2 separate regions of the Macaca mulatta genome follow, and region 2 is linked to region 1. Evidence: chromatin contacts called from public Hi-C data. All regions are on one chromosome and are shown on one strand. Each heading gives the region's core, a stretch centred on a gene start, on an enhancer-like site or on the middle of the called end of the contact. The rest is flanking DNA. Distances are from core to core; before and after follow the strand shown. Region 1 holds the start of MOSMO (modulator of smoothened). Region 2 holds the start of POLR3E (RNA polymerase III subunit E).

The links. Hi-C and Micro-C count contacts between places; a contact is called where the count stands out from the background.
Region 2: a Hi-C map of fetal cortex germinal zone shows a contact between it and region 1, with 4 times the contacts expected there. The contact joins the promoter of POLR3E here to the promoter of MOSMO in region 1. A contact is called at or near these places in 5 of 14 Hi-C or Micro-C datasets (CD4 T cells, blood, cortical neurons and 2 more).

What each region holds. Positions count from the first base shown.
Region 1 is chr20:21,466,034-21,468,618 of T2T-MMU8v2.0, reverse strand. It overlaps MOSMO (modulator of smoothened), which reads right to left and starts at 1,274. Exons shown (of 3, transcript NM_001260737.2): 1 at 1,140-1,274. The coding sequence starts at 1,245.
Region 2 is chr20:21,761,775-21,764,359 of T2T-MMU8v2.0, reverse strand. POLR3E (RNA polymerase III subunit E) reads right to left here and starts at 1,300. Exons shown (of 23, transcript XR_013411934.1): 1 at 1,183-1,300. TRNAL-AAG (transfer RNA leucine (anticodon AAG)) reads right to left here and starts at 1,578; the gene lies at 1,497-1,578. It overlaps LOC144338112 (a long non-coding RNA gene), which reads left to right. Exons shown (of 2, transcript XR_013411939.1): 2 at 1-1,305.

The DNA.
Region 1 (2,585 bases), core at 25-2,524:
AGCTGTTTACATTAATTAAGGTTTGGTCTCACAGGTCTGGGAGAGGGGGAGAAAGAGAGGCGGAAGAGCGGAGGAAGGAGAGGTAGCAGGGAAAGAAGTGGCCCAAGCTGAGAAAAATCTTGGAAGCGCATTCACCTGGGGTACCCTTCAGAAAGATGCCCGCCTCTTTCCCGAGGGCACCACCTTGCCTCTCCCGCCCACAGCTCCGTGGTGTTACAGCAAGCACTGCTCTCGCTGCCGGGCTGTCTGCAACTCTGATGTGTTATTTAATTTTGTAACTACTATTAAGATCTCTCCAGCGTTTTTGTGATGCGCTGGAATGAAAGACGCTCCATAAAATGAGGTTTATTATTAGTAGTATTATAGCTCCCGGGCCTAAAATAAAGCAAAATTATAACCACATACACACTTCAAAGGGAAAATCCGAAGCCACAAGCGTCTCAAACACTGCCAAGCGGGCAGAAGATGGGCGGGGGCGGGGGTGTAGAGGGGCTCCAATCCGGCGCCCCCCACTCCCACCAATCCCACCAGCTCTTCCAACACCTACCATTCACCCTGCCTGGTGGGGTCAGCGCCCACAGCCCGGGCTCAGCCCCGGCCGCAGCTTCCTCTGGTGGTAGAAGGTCTGGAGTCGGACCTGACCCCTCTCGGCCTCCTCTCGCCCACCAGCTCTCTAGTGGCTCCCGCACTGCCCCGCAGGCTGCCTCACTCCCAGCCCCAGCCTCTCCGCCTGGTTTCTAATTTCCTTGCAGGAGCCTCACTTTCCTCCCGTCTGCCACCTTGACTTTTTTTTTTTTTTTTAATCCAGAACGAAGCTGGTTCCTCTGCGATCCCTCACATGGGAGGGCTGCTCCCCTCCTCCCCGGTCCGGGACTCGCCAGCCTAGCCCAGGTCTCCTCGGCCACTTTTCACCCAGCCTGGGGCGCCTCTCCCCTGAGTCCGGGGGTCCCGCTGGCGCCCGGCGGTTTCCTCTTCTCTATCCCCTTCCTCCGGGGCCCGGGTCTCCCCTCCGCCCCAGGTCTCCTCAGGCTAGCCCCCGGCCGGGACCCTCCACCCCGTCCTCCCCTCAGTCCGGGTCTCCCCTGCCTCGCGTCGCCCTCAGCCAATCCCCCGCCCGGCCCCGCGCGCCTGCCGCTCACCCGCAGACTCCCCGGTGTTGATCCAGTCCGGGTTGGCGATGCTGGCGATGGCGAAGATATCGGCAGCCAGAAAGAGACATCCTGAGATGATGGTCAGTTTATCCATCTCCCCGCCCCGCTCCCCCCACCCCCCGAGCCCCGGACAGGCAGCGGCCTCACGCCTCCCGCCCCATGGGCCGCCGCCGGGGCCCGGAGTCCCCGCGCCGCTGCCTCGCGCCCACTCGGCCCCCGCGCGCCGCTCGCGCCCTCCGCGCGCCCGGGACCAGCAGCCGCGGCGCGGCCCGCACAGACGGAACCGCCGCCCGCCCCGGAACTGCTCGGCCCGCCCGCCCCTCACCCGGAAGCGAAGCCTGGGCGCTGGCGAGGCCGGTGCCGGCTCCCCGGCAGCCGCACGCTCGCTTCGTCCTCCAGGTTCGGCCGGCCGCCCTGGGCCCCTCCCCGCACTGCCCGCTTCGACGTTCTGGACCCGGACCCGACCGGCCCGGCTCCGGTCCCTGCCCAGGTCCCGGTCTCTTCCGGCAAGCCACACCACCTCTTGGCTTTCTGCCCACTCATAAGATTGTTGTCGTTGTTGATGACTGGGCACAGGCTGCGGCCGCTCCTGAGCCCCTCAGAAGCAAAACTCGAATGAGAGTGGGGAGCCGCCCGTCTTCCAGCAGGAGGCGGGCCCCGACTCCCGCCGAGCGACTCCGGGCCCCGCGCGGTCCCTGTCACCTTGTATTCTCATTGCCCTTTCCGCGGCTGTCAGCTCACAGGATTGCCCCATTTAGAAAATAGCTCTCGACACCCCCTCTGCGTCAGGCGCTGTAGGTGCAGAGGTACTGGAGTGGACAGAGGCAAGGCGCCCGCTCTCGGGGAGCTCATGTTCTGGTGGGAAGAGACAGAAACACATTAAGAACCTGTCTGCAAAATAAAGATAATTTCAGGTGCAGATCCCTGAATTCAATGGAGGTCAGTGTGATGGGAGTCGGGGCGATACCTGCGATAAGGAAGGATGCATTTCCGCTGAGACCATCATGCTCATAAAGACCTGCACTTTGAAGACCTGGCGCAGGACCAGACAGAGGAAACAGCCAGTGCAAAGATCATTAGGGGAGGGGGGCAGAAAGAGATCAGCGCGTCCAGGGTATTGCAAAATGGCATGTGTGGCAGGAGAGTAGTATGACAAGAGGTAGGCAGAGGCCAGGTGTAGGACTTTGGGGGCCTTGGATTTTGTTCTGAGTGCAATGAGAAGGCAGTGGAGGGTGTTTGCAGGAGAATCCCATGATCTTACTTCATCTGTGAAGATCGATAGTGTAGCTTGTATGGGGGAGAGGCAAAGATGTCAACAGGGACGCCAGTTAAGCGGCCAAGTAGTCCTCGAGAGAGAAGTGTAGCTTTGGCTAGGTTGAGAGTAGTGAAGATGGAGAGGAATGGACAGATTTGGATGTTCTGTGGATAGAGAGA
Region 2 (2,585 bases), core at 51-2,550, 300 kb before region 1:
GGAGACTGAGGTTGAGAGAGAAGTAACTCATCCGAGGTGGAATCAGGACAGAAACTAGGGTCTCGTTGATATCAAAGATCCTTATTCTTATTCTTAACCAGTATACTGCACAGATCTTCGATAAAAGGCAGTATGGTTAAGTGGGTAAGAGCCTGAACTCCGGAGCAAAACTACGCGGGTTCAAATCCCACCGCAGCTGCTTCGCATCTGTGACCTACTTGAGTTGTCTACGTCTGGTATTCTTCCCTATTTTCATCCCTAAAGTAGGGAAACTAAGTACCGACCTACAGACAGCTGCGGGGAGGAGTAAAGACGGTAATAAACGTAACCTATGGGAAGGTTCGTTATTACTTGACAACATGTTTTCTGCCAATGTAGGCGGGTAAAAACGCTGCAAGCAGGAGCGTCACCTGGTTTCTAATGAGCCATCACCACAACCCTATGAGGTAGGAATTTCTATTATCCCCATTTCACAGATGAGGAACTGTTGAGATCGCTAAGATCTCTTCTTTCCGCCTCCAAGCCCAAGGAATTCTAAAGCTAACCCAAAGGAACGACCTTGTTTGTTTACTGACACCTCCTCGGACCGAATGGTCAGGGCCGTATCCGGAGCACAGAGTTGGCTCAGTAAACACTGAATGGTTGCCTGAATAAATGAATGAGGAATCCCAGGCCTCGCCAGGCAGAAGCTAATCCGGTTCAGCTGCGAAGAGGGGGCTCCGGCAGGCGCAGGTGCCCTCCCTGCCCATCGGGGCGGGCCGCCGACCCCGAGCCTCGCTGTCCAATGGGTTTCTGCTCCCTCGCGGGTGGTCAGGACCCCTTCTCACGCCCACCACGCAGTCCCTGCCGCGAGCCGCCACCACACCCGACGCCGAGGACAGGTGTTCCTTCCGTAGGATGACCCCCAGGCCCGGGTGGGGCAGGTCGGCAGGACCCTGAGTCACCGCCGGCAGCGTCGGCCGCGGCCTCCCCAACTCCCAGGTGTCGGGTCGGGGAAGTAGGAGTCCGGGGTCGGCCTGGAGCCGGCTGCCCCTCCTCCCGCCCGAGTCCCGAGAGGCCCCCAGCCCCTCAGCACGGCGCGGCGCGGGCCTCCTTGGCCTACTCGGGAATCTAGCCCAGACCCACGTCATGAGTGCGGTCCGGCTCAAGCCCCAGCTCGGGCGCTGCCAAGATGGGACTCACCTCTCCGCGGGGGCCGAGCGCGGACGGCGGCAACCGCCCAGTTACCCGCGGGCTGCAGATGCGGCGGCGGCCCGGCTCTCCTCTCAGGCGGCGGCCATGTTGCTGGTGGAGAAACTCCGGCGGACACGTGGGGGGAGCGGGCCGGCCCCAGCGCTTCCTCTTACCCACAATGCCCCGCCCCGGCGCACACGGCTCCGCCCCCTCCGCCGCGCCATTCATGCAGGCCGTGAGCCCCGCCCTGCAGCAGGGGGCGCTGATGGCACGCGCAAAACAGCCGGGCGTGTATGCAGCGGGGAACAAAAAGAAACCAACCCTGGCAGCGGTGGGATTCGAACCCACGCCCCCGAAGAGACTGGAGCCTTAATCCAGCGCCTTAGACCGCTCGGCCACGCTACCCAGCTGGAGAGAGTATTTGCCAGAACGCTACTTAATGCTTTTGCATTCGCATTTCATCTGGAAATCGCGAGGCGTTTTCGCTGAGGTTTTTTTGTTTAATGTGTGTTCAAGCTGATCCCTATAGAATTATTTTAAAAAGCCGTGTGCTGGAAAATAAACACTTGCTCCAGTTTTTAGACCCAGGTTTGTTCCGAATAGGTATTAGAGCAAAACTCATTTTTAGAAACTGTACTCTGAGATGGATGGTTACCCTGGAGACCCCTGGTTAACTCACAAGTAATCCATACGACCCGGATTGCGTGTCTCCGGGAGAAGAAATCGATCTGATCAGAAACACGCCCTAGGGGATCTGACGGCCAAACCCGGGGGCTGGTCTGGGCAGTTGTCTCTGAGAAATTATGTGTTTAAATTTTTACTTACACAAATAACACACGAATTATTGTAAAATATTTAAACTTTGCAGATAAGGTACAAATGCTCTTTGACTCTTGACTCGCATCCTAGGCCCCTCCGCAGAGGTTAAGTAACCATTATTATCAGTTTAATATGTACTATGGTTTGAATGTGTCCCCCAAATTTCATGTGTTGGAAATTTAATCCCCAATGTGGCAGTATTGTGTGGTGGGCCCTTTAAGAGGTGATTAGATCATGAGGGTGGAGCCCTCATGAATGGATTAATCTATTCATGGATTCATGGGTTAATGGATTAATAGGTTATCTTGGGAGGGGGACTGATGGCTTTATAAGTGGGAGCTTTATAAGTGCTAGACCTGAGCCAGCAAGTGAACAGCTCAGCACCCCCTCCATATGATGGGTTGTACTGCCTGAGGACTCTGCAGGGGTACCCCACCAGCAAGAAGGCCCTCGTCAGATGCACACTCTTGCGCTTGGACTTATCAGCCTCCATAACTGTAATAAGTAACTTCCTTTTCTTTACAGATTACCCAGTTTCAGGTATTCTGTTATAAGCAACAGAAAATGGACTAAAACACTATATATCTTTTGTA